2 separate regions of the Zea mays genome follow, and region 2 is linked to region 1. The links are chromatin contacts, called in public Hi-C maps. All regions are on one chromosome and are shown on one strand. The core of a region is the stretch at or near the end of the contact, and the rest is flanking DNA. Distances in the headings are between cores, read along the strand shown.

What was found. A called contact is a pair of places that touch in the nucleus more often than the background predicts.
Region 2: a contact with region 1 is called in a Hi-C map of endosperm, with 2.6 times the contacts expected there. The contact joins the promoter of LOC100274378 here to the promoter of LOC100502214 in region 1. A contact is called at or near these places in 5 of 25 Hi-C or Micro-C datasets (ear, endosperm, leaf and 2 more).

What each region holds. Positions count from the first base shown.
Region 1 is chr7:50,880,868-50,888,110 of Zm-B73-REFERENCE-NAM-5.0, forward strand. It overlaps LOC100502214 (cyclin10), which reads left to right and starts at 3,583. Exons shown (of 3, transcript NM_001196691.1): 1 at 3,583-4,514; 2 at 4,616-4,728; 3 at 4,832-5,360. The coding sequence starts at 3,851. The coding sequence ends at 5,218. It overlaps LOC118473020, which reads left to right. Exons shown (of 10, transcript XM_035961228.1): 8 at 35-128; 9 at 498-558; 10 at 799-889. The coding sequence ends at 889.
Region 2 is chr7:51,270,400-51,277,868 of Zm-B73-REFERENCE-NAM-5.0, forward strand. It overlaps LOC100274378, which reads left to right and starts at 5,042. Exons shown (of 7, transcript NM_001148738.2): 1 at 5,042-5,488; 2 at 5,590-5,634; 3 at 6,258-6,330. The coding sequence starts at 5,056. It overlaps LOC103632361 (probable protein arginine N-methyltransferase 3), which reads left to right. Exons shown (of 7, transcript XM_008654177.3): 3 at 75-172; 4 at 1,518-1,596; 5 at 1,680-1,943; 6 at 2,019-2,186; 7 at 4,010-4,735. The coding sequence ends at 4,447.

The DNA of each region.
Region 1 (7,243 bases), core at 2,333-4,832:
TGATTGCTAAATTGGGTTATTTTTGTGCTTCCAGGGTTTGGAAAAGGTTCTGTACGGACACATGGTCAAAGTCTGCAATGATCAGTACAGTTTGACTAACAAATATACTGATGGCTGGCTGTCTTCAGGTATTCTCGTTTGAACATTATAGCACTATATGCTGCCCCTGATAATGTGACAGGAGAATTGGCTCGTAGTTTCTGAAAATTCTGCAACCCTTCTCCAATGGTGGATATATTTAAGTACGCTTCCTTGAAGCTTAAAAACCTATTTATTACACTTAAGGAACTAAAGTCTCTTCTCAACCTGTCATATTGTGCTATTTTTTAATCAAGAAAAATGAGTACCCTAAAAAACCACCAAAATTTTATGACGTTACAGTTGGTTCATGCGTCGTATTATTGGATAGCTTAGCACATAGAGCGGTTGAGATGGCACCTAATATAGCATGTTCAGGTTCTAGAATGTCTTCGTAATCTGCATTATTCCCCATATAGTGCTGGGAACTACAATTCTCACGCTGGTGTACCCGGCTGCATTTACATGGTTCACTACCAGGTATGTCATGCAAGTTTTTGCTCTCTATTAGTCCAAATTCACTTATCAATCTGTTAGCATGGAATAAATTCGTGGGATCAATGATCCATATAATTTATGGTATTTCCTTCATTGCTTTGAACTGAAGTATGGGAGGGAGCTGTTAGATTGGACAGTTCCCTTATGTTTCTGATCTTTGTCTCCCACTTTGATCAACTTATGTATTAAAGGTCTAAATTCATGCTTCTTTATATTATGCAGATTCCCCTTCCAAGGCTCTGTGCAGCTGTTCAGCCATTTCTCCCTTCGATGTCGGTGTTTGCCACTGCTCTGTGTGTTGGATCACCATTGACAATAAATATCAAGGTTGTTTTGTCGCCTTTTGGATTAACCATATTGTTGCTCCTTTTTTCATTCCACACCTCATCTTTCGTAGTTTACTGACATCAAGATTGAGATCAAACGTGTCCCCAAGAAGACAACCCTGATCAAGGCGATGGAGGAAGCTGGTAACGATAGAGCTTATGCTGTGGACCTCTTTAGCACCGCCACACTTTATTCATCTTCTATATTATAGATGATTGCCCATAAGAGAATGGTGACACTTATTTGACCTCTTGCTATTCTTTTTTCAGATGTGAAGACCAAGTGGGAGAACAGCTCATGGGGCAAGAAGCTGATTGTCCAGAAGAGGAGAGCATCGCTCACCCAACGTACATAATCGGGCAGATTGTTCTCATCAAGCAGCACACCAGGCTCCTAGGACAGATGAGAGGAGCTTCACACCCTGATAGCAGCGGTGGTCATCGGGCACCCACATCCATGCTCATCCCCTACATCCTACCAGGGGGTTGTGAGTACCAGGGGCACCCTGATAGCTTCACGCCCTCATATTAGAGTGATCGATTGCCAAGGCAGGATTCAAAACAACAATCAGTAGTACTGAAATTTGTGGAGTCTATTTGGAGTATGTTGTGTAGTCCTTATGTATGTGACTGAATTGTATCCTTGGTTATGTGTGTTGTGAGAACTTGCTTATGTATCCCTGGTTATCTGTGATGAATTTATATCCCTGCTGTTTCTATTGCACTTCATTATGTTTGGTTGATCATGAACCTACAGTTTGAGGTCATATTCATGATTTTGTATCCTTGCCTATTTTTGTTTTCATGAACCTGCAGTTTGAGGTCGCATAAAAACCTGGAGTTTAAGGTCACTTAACTAGCTCCACCGCCTGCAGTTTGAGGTCACCTTGCAACAACAACAGTTTTGGTTTCACAATTATTTTGACACATGTTCAAACACACAATGACATGAATCTAAACTGAAAACACAAGCAAGTGCAGGTTCTGACAAGTGCAGGCATATTCTCACACATTCACTTCGCTGAAACTTAAAACACACATGTTCTCACATTAAACTGAAAACACACATTTGCTACTACACATAGGCTATTGTGCGAGAACACACATTTGCTACTACACAATCACTTGATGACCCCAATCAATTTCAGGGACCTGCAAAACAATTATTTTATGTTATGTAAACCATTGCTCTGTGTATGCTAAACCCTGAATACATGAAAGAACTATAATAACAGAACCCTAAACCGATAGGTACAAATGTGCTACAAATTAAACAACTAATGGTATGGATCTAACCTCAGTTCCATTAATAGTTGTAGGATCTGAAAATCCCAAATTCAGACTTGAAGTAGAGGAATCCAAAACAGCAACAACATCCATTGCTTCACAATGTGCACCAGCAAGAACATCAGTGCCAATCCCATCCAATCCTCGTCAGTTCTAAAATTGTCTTAAACATCACTTCGCCACCCAATCCTCGTCAGTCCTTGCCACCAATAACATTTTCTTATAACAGTATAACACACATTTTGTATATAAGTTATCATGGTATTATATGTCCCCGTTGCAACGCACGGGCACTCACCTAGTATACAATATATATATATATATATATATATATATATATATATATATATATATATATATATGTGTGTGTGTGTGTGTGTGTGTGTGATTTTCAGATTTAGGATTATATTATTGTCCCTTAGACCATTTTAGTGAGAGTTTTATCATAGTTTCATTTTTATTAACTTAGATAACATATCACCATATTTATGATATAACACGATATTTATGATGAGAGAGATAGAGTTTTATGATAGAAGAGAAGGTTTTATCTAAATGAAACTTAAGATACACGATTTTATAGATAAAATTTGGTGTGTCACTTTTGAAAACTGTGCAATAAAACTTTCAATGGAAATGACCTTAGCTGTCTTTTGTCAGCAGAAAACTGATTAAAGTGCTCAATGTTGTACAAGCCCTAGTTGGAGCCTAAGGCTGTCAACAGCCACGTACGCCAGGCCGCCCCCTCCCCTTGATCTGGCGGCTACAGGAGCCCTCCACGGCTGCAACGACGTCCTCTACAAGACCCTCTAGCCAGCAGATGTGAATAGGAAACGGCCACAGCCAGCGTGAGGCCGCCATCCCTTTATTCACTGTTCATTCGTACGGTGCTTTTTTAATAAGTGAAGAAAAAATGATAATAGATGATGAATATGGTTAGATAATGATATTTTATAGTTATAGTGGGTATAGGGAGAAAATATAGAGGGAACCGGTGTGGAAGATAAAAAATAAGATAAAATGTTTATGATGTGACTTAAAAAAATGATATATGGGAAAAATTTAGAGAGAACTAGGACAACAACTAAGTGCTAGTTTGTCCATGTGTTTGGAGCAGTAGACCAAGTAGGCTAGGCACGAAAAGACCTTACTCACCGGTCATTCAAGAGACGGATGGAGAGGCACTAGTGTGCAGAGTGCAGTGCAGCTGCTGCGTGTCGCTGCTCCTGTCTGGGGAACCCAAAAAGATGTTGGAGGGAAGCCCAAAAAATCAAAGCCCTGGACGGCCCTCCTCACCACGCCGCTCGCCGCAGCACTAAAGAAGCCGCTGTTTTGCATGCGTGTCACTCTCTCTCTCTCGCTCCTCCCTCTCCCTCCCCGTTCTCTTTCTATCTCCTGTTCTCCTCTCAAACCTCAATAAAACCACGCTTTCCCTCCTCTCCACTTCGGATTCTGCTCTGCCTTCGCCTCGTCACTACCCACGCCACTGCATAGACCGAGAAAAAGGACGAATTTTTTCCTCGCCGCAACCTCACACCATGGAAGAGGCGATGCCGCCGCCGCCGCCGCCGCTCTCATCTTCCTCCTCCGCCGCCGTGGCCTGAGCTCTCCCATCGCTCGCTCTCTCCATCGGGCCTACCTATCCTAGCAGTGAATAAGTCATGGCAGCTTTCGCCGCGTTGTTCGACCCCCTCTACTGCCCGGAGGAGCACCTCGATCTGTACCACGAAGGACCCGTCGAGGTTGTGGACGAGCAGTGGCAGGACCAGCGCGGACAGCAGCAACCGGCGGCTCTTGACGACGAGCTGCCGGCGCTGTTCGAGGCGCTCCGGGACAAGGAGGGGGTGGTGCTGGCGGGTGATGGGGAGGAGGATGGGTACGGCGGCTCGGCAGGCCGGGAGGCCGCAGTCGGCTGGGCGTCACGCGCCGCGGCACGGCTGGGCTTCTCTGCGCTCACTTCCGCGCTGTCCGCCGCCTACCTGGACCGCTGCTTCCTCCCCGGGGGCGCGCTCCGTCTCGGCGACCAGCCCTGGATGTCGCGCCTCGCCGCCGTCGCCTGTGTCGCGCTCGCCGCCAAGGTCGAGGAAACGCGCGTGCCGCTGCTCCTCGACCTCCAGCTCTGCGCCGCCGCCAGCTCCGACGCTGACGCAGCGGACGCGGACGTGTTCGAGGCCAAGACGGTGCGCCGGATGGAGCTGCTCGTTCTCTCCGCGCTAGGGTGGCGGATGCACCCTGTCACGCCCTTCTCCTACCTCCAGCCTGTCCTCGCCGACGCTGCGATGCGCCTACGCAACTGCGAGGCCGTCCTGCTCGCGGTCATGGCCGGTGCGTGCTTCTCCTCGCGAGTTCCAGGCTTCCAGCCAACGTAGCGTTGTTGCATTTCCGTGCCAAAGACTTGTTTTTTATATTCCAAAAAAATATGGCAGATTGGAGGTGGCCTCGGCACCGGCCCTCGGCGTGGGCCGCCGCCGCATTGCTCACCACAGCCGGCGGCGGCGACGACGACTCGGAGCTGCTCGCGCTCATCAATGCCCCCGAGGTCAGCGCAGCGCAATGCTATAGCATCAGCGGTAGCACTGTAGGTTGCTGCATCCTTCTTGTTGTGAGACCGCGTTGCTTACCAACCATTGGACGCATCGCAGGACGAGACCGCGGAGTGCGCCAAGATCATCTCCGAGGTGACAGGCATGAGCTTCCTTGTCTGCGACGTCGGCGGCATGATCGCCGGGAATAAGCGTAAGCACGCGGCGGCGCGGATGTACTCGCCGCCGCTGAGCCCGAGCGGCGTGATCGGCGCGCTGTCCTGCTTCAGCTGCGAGAGCTCGTTGTCCGCCACAGCGGACTCGCGCACCCTCGCTACTACGGCTGCGGGGGTCGGCCCGTGGGCACCGTCAGCGCCCGTGTCCGTGTCGTCTTCCCCTGAGCCCCCAGGTCGGGCCCCCAAGCGCGCTGCGGCGGCGGGGGTCCCGCATCCGCTTCCCCCCGACGAGGAGAGCCGCGACGCCTGGCCGTCCACCTGCGCCGCGTGACGCACCGTGCCGGAACGGTGCCTATGGCGAGATCCCCCGCTCAGGTAGTCAGGTGGCGGTGGGGATATAAAGGAGCATCAGAATCTCGCGCCGGTGACGAGAACGAACCATTTTGCCCATTGCCGCGAGAGATGGGGGGCTAGATTGCAAGAAGAAAAGGATGTAATGTCTGCATGCTCATGTATGGCAGCACATTTTGCAATGATGGTTCTCGATCGTAACTGTTTGGGGGGATCGTAACTGTTCGGCTGGCTACAAGCCGACACTGTTGCAGCTGTTTGGACTGCTGCAGCTGCAATCCATAGAGAGAAAAATACTGTAGAAGCCGCAGCCGCAGCCGGATTGCAGCCGCAGCAAGCCGCAGCGAACAAGCTTATTATTAGTTGCAATTGTAGTGTTGCTAGTTCTTGTTGGTTCTTGGCATTGCTTGCTTGGAAGGCCAATGACAGGGGCCGCCTTTGTCCTGACCGTGCTGCTGCGACCACTATGTAGCAGCACTGCCTCTCTCTGCGCCTGCCGCCTGCGTTGCTTCTCGATTTCCATTTCCCTCCTCTCTCTCTCGATCTCGATCTCGATCTCTCTTTTGTTGATGCAAATGCTGTAGGTCTCCGCTACCGTCCATGAAAATGTAAACACTTTGAGATGAGCCTTCGTTAAGTCGCACACGGGAGATAAGACTTCGTTAAGTCAATAGTCTAGTTCTAAGGATGAACAGGACCATATACGGTCAGACTATGCGACATCAACTATATATACGGTCAGACTGCTATAATATATCGACTGTATCAGTTTTTCATCCGAGCGTTATATCAGTTTTCTCTATAAACTTTTAGTTGATATAAAATATGTCATTTTATTTAAAAATATATTTTATTACATAAATAAATAAAATCACATAATTTATAAAAAACGATTAAAATTTATGTAACTTAAACATAAAAATAAAAATTACATAATTTATAAATATAATTAATAAACTACTACTCATCTTTCTCTTGTACCTCACCATCACTTCTTCCCCCACTAAATTAAGTTGCTTTGTTAACGTTTTCATAGCTAATATATTGGTCATTTTCAGACAATAATATGAAGGAAGATGGGTGAAATGGAGTGTGAGGGCTGTGAATGTACCTAAACATCCTCTCCATTTATAGGATGGATTCTAGATTTTTTTATTTTTTTACTTCAAACGATTGAAAATAGATACAATGCAAGGCTAGTTGATGTAGCGCACGTGTGGACCAATCAAAACGTGCCACCTCAAAAAATTTAATTGATTGGATCAGTACTAGCCAAACCGACCAATTAGGAATGACTGTTAAGCCTGTCGATCAGTGTCGATCCCATCATCCGAGGTATCGATTGGTATCACCTATAGGTATCTATCGACTCTGGCTCCAATGTGGTCCGTACCTATTGATAGGTAGAACTGAGCAACATCTAGCTGAGCTTGATATCTACTCTCATAAGAGCAAGTATAATAAAATGGTGTAGGCGGGCTATAAGAGATGACACGTCAAATTTATGATAATGTAGAAGAAAGATAAATGAACAGAGAATGGAAGCAGATTGATCACTAGTAGCCACTTGAAATCAGGCTCCTCACAGACTCTGAGGTATTAAATGTATAACTTGTATCATGAGAGAGCTATTACATGACTAGACTTTTAGTTGGCTATACATGGCATGATAACATTATAAACCTTATTTCATTGTACTGCTGCTATCTCGGCATGTATAACCTTATTTAATATAGGGTTTCTAGGGTGTTGCTCAAAAATACATGAGACAGACTCGTGTCGTGAAGAGTCTGTCTCCACCAGACTATATACATAATGCTTCTTAAATTTATTTATGTTTCAAAGGATCAGAGTTAAATCATGCTATCTCTTAGTTATTCCTTGTACTTGAAAACTAATTCATAATCTATAAGTATAATCTATAAGTTGTACTTGCCCTAATTCTAAATAATGATAAATAAACATAAATAAGTTACACTGTAGCTATAGCTGTTTCAGCTGTTCG
Region 2 (7,469 bases), core at 3,792-6,291, 390 kb after region 1:
ATTTATTTCTATTCACGTACGGTATGTATTTGTGTGGTCTGAAAACACCGAATACTCTGAATAACCTTTTTCAGGTCAGAACAGATGCTTACAGAGATGCAATTTTAGGCAATCCTAGCCTAATAAGTGGAGCAACTGTACTAGATGTTGGTTGTGGCACAGGAATTCTAAGGTATAAAAGCATTCACCATATGATGATCACCTACTGATTACTTATACGCGTGGGGGGTAGTTTATCTTAACCATGAAACTTAATGATGCAAGCTTTGGATCCCGTAAAAGCAAATAGGCTTCATATTGCTCATCTGGAAAACATAACCACTGGAATAATAGTTCACAAGAAAGGTCTGGGTTGATAATTGTACTCAAGTGACTGGTTATGGATAATTTTGATTTGGTTGCACATTAAGGTCCTAAGTAGGTACAGTGCTCATAAGCCTGATCTAGTTCATAATTTAACTCGATGATCTATATCTAAAGTTTATAAGGATTGGTAAAACAAAATTGATATTTATTGATTCATTATCTAAAGTATTTTGATGACATATAGCTGTTTTGATTTAAGATGCTTATGTAGATATTGCTAGTCAATTTTGTTTTAAAAACGACTTAGTAGTTAGGGAAAATCTAAATCTCTACTATTATAATGTGGGAATTTCTTCCCGCGTCGTTCCACCCCATGTGCACCCGCGAATGAAAAATCCAAATAATATGCACTCGATGGGATTTGAACCCAGGTTGCGCAGAACGACTACCGCCTCCTAACCAATTTATTGGCTTGTGCTATATAAAAGATGCGTATTATAAATATATGTATACTAATAATTTTGAAATAAAAAATTGTGACAGGTCGGGGGCCCACAAGAAAACTACCCAGGCACGGTACAGGCCCACTTTCGATCGTGTCGGGCTGGGCCGTTGCACTATTAAATGAGTCCTGTCTTAGGCTAGCCCGCTAGGCACAACCCATTTAGTCATCGATAGTCCAGTACCTTCTCACTCACCGTCCCTGATATCGCATTGTTTGACCCCACACCGCAATTCAAACTCACCTAATTTATAAGTTTGGATCGTGTTTGGATAACTGTCTCGTTTAAGCAATGTCTGTTTGTATGATATACACGGGCAACTAACTAGTAGACTTATATTTGTCATAAGTACCCCCTCCGTCCCATAATATAAGGCGTAACAACTTTTTGTTCTTGTCCCATAACATAATACATGCTCTCTAGACACACATACATCGATGCAGTAGTAATAGTGTTGATAGAGAGAATTAAATACATTTTTTGGACTTTGAACCAGAGGTGATTACACCTTATATACTGGGACGGAGGGAGTAAGTACTAAAGCTAGAACACCTTTACTATCATGACCAGAAAGCACTGCATGTTATATAGTGGTCATATTTCTGAAGTCCAAGGATGGTCATAAAAATAAGCAAATGGCTACCTTTTTTATGCATGATGAATTGTTAATTTTGCATGTGCGGCTGTTGATATGCCCCCTATCTACAGTCTTTTTGCAGCTAGGGCTGGTGCATCTAGAGTTGTTGCTGTTGATGGGAGTGCAAAGATGGCTTCTGTGGCTACCCAAGTATGCCACTTTTCTCTTCAAAATTGTATTAAAGTACCAACCTCTTTGTACCATGAGTAACTTATAGGTACTGCATGATGCAGGTTGCAAAGAATAATGGTCTGTTGTATGATGAGAACGTGGAAGCAGAACAGAAGCAAGGCAGTGCTCAAGTTATAAGTGTCGTACATACAAAGGCTGAAGAGCTAAACCAGAAAATACAAGTCCCACAAAATGGCTTTGATCTATTAGTGAGTGAATGGATGGGATATTGCCTGCTGTACGAATCCATGCTAAGTTCTGTCATATATGCACGTGATCATTTTCTAAAACCTGGTGGTGCTATTCTCCCAGATACTGCAATGATTGTAAGTCAGTTGCTTCCTTGTATTCTGTCCTGTATTTTCTGCTGTTTGACAACTCGTGCCTGATCCACCCTTTAGCTTGGTGCTGGCTTCGGGAAAGGTGGAACTAGCTTGCCATTTTGGGAAAACGTATATGGCTTTGATATGTCATGTATTGGCAAAGAAGTAACTTCAACTTCAGCTCGATTTCCTGTAGTTGATGTACTGTCTTCTCAGGATATTGTGACAGAGACTGCTGTACTCCATGTAAGTTCCTGTAACTGTGCATATTTACTTAGGCCCTGTTTGAATGTACTAGAGGCTAGAGCTAATAGTTAGCTGGCTAAAAAGTTACTAGTGGAATTAGCTGACTAACAAATAGCTAGCTAACTATTAGCTAATTTTAGCTGGGTTGAACGAACTAATTACTAATGGGTATTTGAGGATGTAGCTAATAGTTAGCTGGACTCTATTAGTTGGGGGCTTTTGGATGTCTCCAACTAAAAGTAGCTAATAACTAAACTATTAGTTGGGTTGTTTGGATATCTCTAGCTAATTTTAGCAACTAACTATTGGTTCTAGCGCATTCAAACAGGGCCTTAGTTTCACTTCTGATGTTGAATTTGTTAAATGTCTGTAGAGCTAGATATCAATCTGGGTGTTAACTACCCTATGGAGCATTTGGCAGGGCTCCGGAAGTCCGGATTCTCGTAGAAACGTTTTGGATATGATGAATCAGAATCACTTTGTGAAACCACTTGACTGATAGGCTGTGTACGAATTCACAAAAAAGTCAAATAAAAATATACTTCAAAAACATCCAACCTTTTTCCTGGATGAACCACTTAAATACAACCCATTTTAACTTGGCCCGCTTAAAAAAGGTTAATTGAAAAAATATGAGGTGGAGAAGGAAGAATGAGTCACTAGAAACCACCATTTCACCGTTTCTCTCCCATAGTACAAAAGCAAGAAAGGTTTTGCTCCAGAATTGCTATGTCCTTTATGCGTTTGGCACCGATTCCTGCTGTTTCTCGCTAGAAAAGGGAGCAGAAAGGCTGCCAAACGTGCCCTTAATGTGATGCACGTGTTTCTTTGTACAGGGAAAATTTGTGGTACTTAATGCTAAACTGCACTTTTTAAAAACCACCTTGTAGCTCCATAGAACTATTTTTAGCAACCTTTTCTTTTGTAAAGTTACACTTTGAGGTCTGAGGAATCAAGTTTAGAAAACTAAACCTCTGTTATAATGCTCTATCACAAAACCACATTTATTGTCATTTGTATGGAAAAACTACACTTTTGAGATCTGATTACCTGAAGAGTGAGGTTACAAAACACTGTTGGGGTGACGAGTGACCCTAAGGCTAACTATCAAGCAGGTGGAGGTGACTTGTGATCTAAATCTAACTATGAAGAAACAGATCGTGGGCGGCTCGCCTTAGTAATCACAGAACCAACTTGACATGGTTATTGACCTTGCTATCTGAAAACAAGGTCCAATTTATGCAACCTGACTTTGGCAAAACTGGAATATATTAAGAACAATCTCGACACATGTGGAATTCTCAAAGGCTGTCTTGCATGAGTCATCTGACACAACTGAAGTACAATGTTTGCACAATTCTCTCCCATCCCTTCCAAATCTGCCTAAATGTGGTCTTTATTACATGGGCCTAGCTCAGAACAGGTGGCACACCACCCCTTCTGTTTCGCTCTCATTTTTTTATGTCTTCACCTTCATTCCTTACAAGAATCACAGAATTGAGTTCGTGTGCACAAGACCGAGTGGCTAGTCATTGCATGTCTGTTGTAGCTGGTGGTGTGGTTTGAAATTTGAATTGAAGGACTGATGTCCTCACAAAAAAAAGTGTAGTTTGTCAAAAATGATTCAAGTCTATATTTTGATGCCTATGTTGATAAAAATCAAGTTTTGTGAAACTGGTTTTAGAAAGCGTAGTTTTGTAAAAAAAAATGAATTGTAGTCTTGTAGTATTTTCTGTACTTCGAGTATTCTGTAAAATTTGCTCAAATGCCACTTTGAATTAAGAGATTTATACTAACATGTTGCTTCTGTTTTTTGTATTCAGTCCTTTGATCTTGCAAGTATGAAGGAAAGTGAGATGGATTTTACTGCAAGCTTTGAGCTGATGCTCAGTGAAAGTAGTGCCACTGTGTCAGGAGTGACCTGGTGCTATGGCATTGTCTTGTGGTTTGACACGGGGTTTACCGACAGATTCTGCAAGGAGAAGCCTGTTGTCCTCTCCACCTCTCCCTTCTCTACACCAACTCACTGGTCACAGACAATCTTCACCTTTGAAGAGCCCATTGCAATGGCGAAGGAGGAATCAACCCTGGGTTCATCTGCATTGGCTGGCACAGATGAGTGCCCAGCTACGGCGCTCAGGTCTCGGATCAGCATCGTGAGGGCATCTGAGCACCGCAGCATAGACATATCGGTTGAAACCACAGCAATCAGTTCAGATGGCCGGAAGCGCAGCTGGCCTGTTCAGATATTCAACTTGTGACCAATCATTATACCTCTTTGGGCTTCCTACCACCACAAGCAATTGTTACTAGAATTTGTCTTGGTCGTTTAAGTTTTGCACACTGAATGGAGCACTTTGTGCTACTGATTTTTTGGTAAAACGATGATCGTGAGAATTAGATTGGAAGGCTTTCTGGAATGGTTAGGGTGTAATGTTGTACAATAATCTAATTCGCATTGGTTTGGCCCTAGTTCAGTTGAATGATGTTGACGGGGTTGAAGGCAAACATAATGTATTTGTTGTAGTCATCAAACGTGTTGCGCACAATTCACAAACAGCAATGGCATGTAGCTGTTTATCTAACCGATGCACACCTGCATTGTACTTTAAAATTAAACAAAAAAAGTAGAGCTTATGGAATCAGTGTATATGATATGATGCCCTCCATTCGTAAGCTACTAAAGTTTAAGTAGTACACTTTTTCTCTTTCCAACCTCTTTCGTTATTCTTTCCATTACGAAACGAGAAAGTAATACTTTTTTTCAACACGGTCGTAAGCAATGACGTGGAAATATTAGACTCCCACACGTATATTACAACAGCTGTGCTGCTAGGCACCCACTCCCCAGTCAAGGCATATCCATTCCATGGATCTCGCGTCCCTGCTCCTCTCCCAGCTGCTGCTGCTTCCGGTGGTAACGGTTGTCTCCGGCGAGACCGCCGCGCACCCGGGCTACGCGCACGCTGAGGAGGCATGCAGCGGTATGCTAGAGGCAGAGGCGGAGAAAGCAACGGTGCTGGTGCCTGCGCCGGAGCGGCGCGAAGAGTTCGACGGCGGGCGGATCGTGGACATCAGCCACTACTACCGCGAGGACATGCCGGAGTGGGAGTCATCAGAGGGCTCCGGCGAGTTCCTGCAGCTGGCGCGGTCCATGCGCAACGGCTCCGACATCGCTAACTTCTCGGAGCTCCGGCTCACTGCGCACTCCGGCACCCACGTCGACGCGCCGGGACACGTCTTCGAGCACTACTACGACACCGGCTTCGACGTCGACACCCTCGACCTCGCTGTCCTCAACGGTATATTGCTATCAATGTTGCTTTCAGCATTTACTGTACTTTAAGAAGGGTTTATTTTTCTCCAAAAGTAAGTAAAAAAAATGAGTTGAAACGGTGTGCAGGACCAGCGCTGTTGGTTGACGTTCCCAGAGATAAGAACATCACAGGTAAAATAAAAAGACACAACAGACCAACATTTACTTTTGAGTACTACTGTCTACTGCAGTACATACTTTGCTCGTAAATTAGCATTAGCCAAAATCCTCACCTTTTTTTGGTAGGATTATATTATTTGGCTTAGAGAATGTTTTTATAACAAAATAACAATAATAATAAGATTGTCCAATCAAATTCTTTCAGTTTACCAGCAGCTTCATGAAACTTGAGATGATGACTAGCTCTAAGAATTCTTATAGTTGTAGCTGTGTAAACAACCTAACTCTAGATACGTACATATGACCATCCATAACCCTACTATTTTTTTAGTAAATAATAATTAGATACTTCTATTCTGTTATCTAAAAAAATATTTCCATAAGAGGTTCAAATTCTAAATTGCAGGTGGGTATCATGGTGTTTAGCATAGGTTTTAAACGACCAAGCATTATCTAACGTCCCATGATGTAGAGTCAATTGATGATTACAAAAATATAGGCATATAGCTAGACTTTTGGAATGGTTAACATAACTCACAAGCACTTTTGGATTAAAAATGTTCTTAATATGATGGTGTGTAACATGACTTTAGTTCAAGACAAGTCACAAAATATTGCCTATTTTTTTATTGTAGCTGATGTTATGGCATCCCTAAACATTCCTAAAGGTGTTCGACGTGTACTCTTTCGGACCCTAAATACAGACAGGTATGTTTTAGGCTGTCTCCAGCAGCGTCCCCTAAATTTCGTCCCCTAAAGGAATATTCTCTGTCCTTTACAGAACACTCTAAAAGATTCTGTCCTCTATATATTCTCCGTCTCCAGCAGCGTCCTCTAAATTCCGTCCCCTAAAGCTACAGTGTTAACAGATTCACATTTTCCATTTCTTTTTCATTTTTCTTTGTTTTCTTCTCATTTGACGCTACATAAATGATACGTAAAAATTGTATTTATTAATTTTGAAAGTAATAAATTCGAAATGTCAATATTAATTACATTGCTTGTTTTGTTGTTGTGTAATTGTTGTCGATAACGCGCCACATAGTATAATATCGTTGGCAAAATATGTTTTCAAATGGACAAGCTTGCACCGTAAGCCCGTACTCTTCTTCGAGAAGCCATAGCCTAGCTTCTCTTGCACGAGAAGCGCATGGCTTCTACCGAAGCGTACTTCCTCTATAAATACCAAGTGAGCCTTCCATACTTCACTCAACCTTGCCTTTACAAACTCCACAACCATGAATCCCTACTTAGAAAACAATTTTCTTGTGCGGTTGATGGAAGAAATGGAAGAGGAAGAAGAAGAGTTGCAGTTGGCGAGGCACATGGTCAATAGGAGGCGACGTGTACGCAATGAGCGTCGTCATGGTGGTTCGATTCCAGGGCGTGTTAGGATTCATCGTGATCACATGAGCGGCGATGCAAGAATCCGAGCGGACTACTTTGGAGCCAACCCGGTGTACACGGATGCTCAATTTCGTAGGAGGTATTTACAATTAACACATTCTTTTTACCATGTACAAAACTTCATGACCCCTATTATGACACATGAAATGTATGGTAGGTTCCGCATGCGTCGCCATGTCTTTGAGCGCCTTGTTGATGTTGTGCAACAAGTGGATCCTTATTTTATTCAGCGTCCAAATTGTGCGGGTGAGATTGGTCTTTCTGCTCTACAGAAAGTTGTTGCTGCTGTTCGAATCCTTGCTTACGGTATTCCGGCTGATGCCGTTGACGAATACGTACGTATTGGGGAATCTACTGCTCATGAGGCATTGAAACACTTTTGCACGGCTGTCCAAACCGCGTTTGCTCCGTATTATCTCCGTGCAGCAAATGCAGAAGAT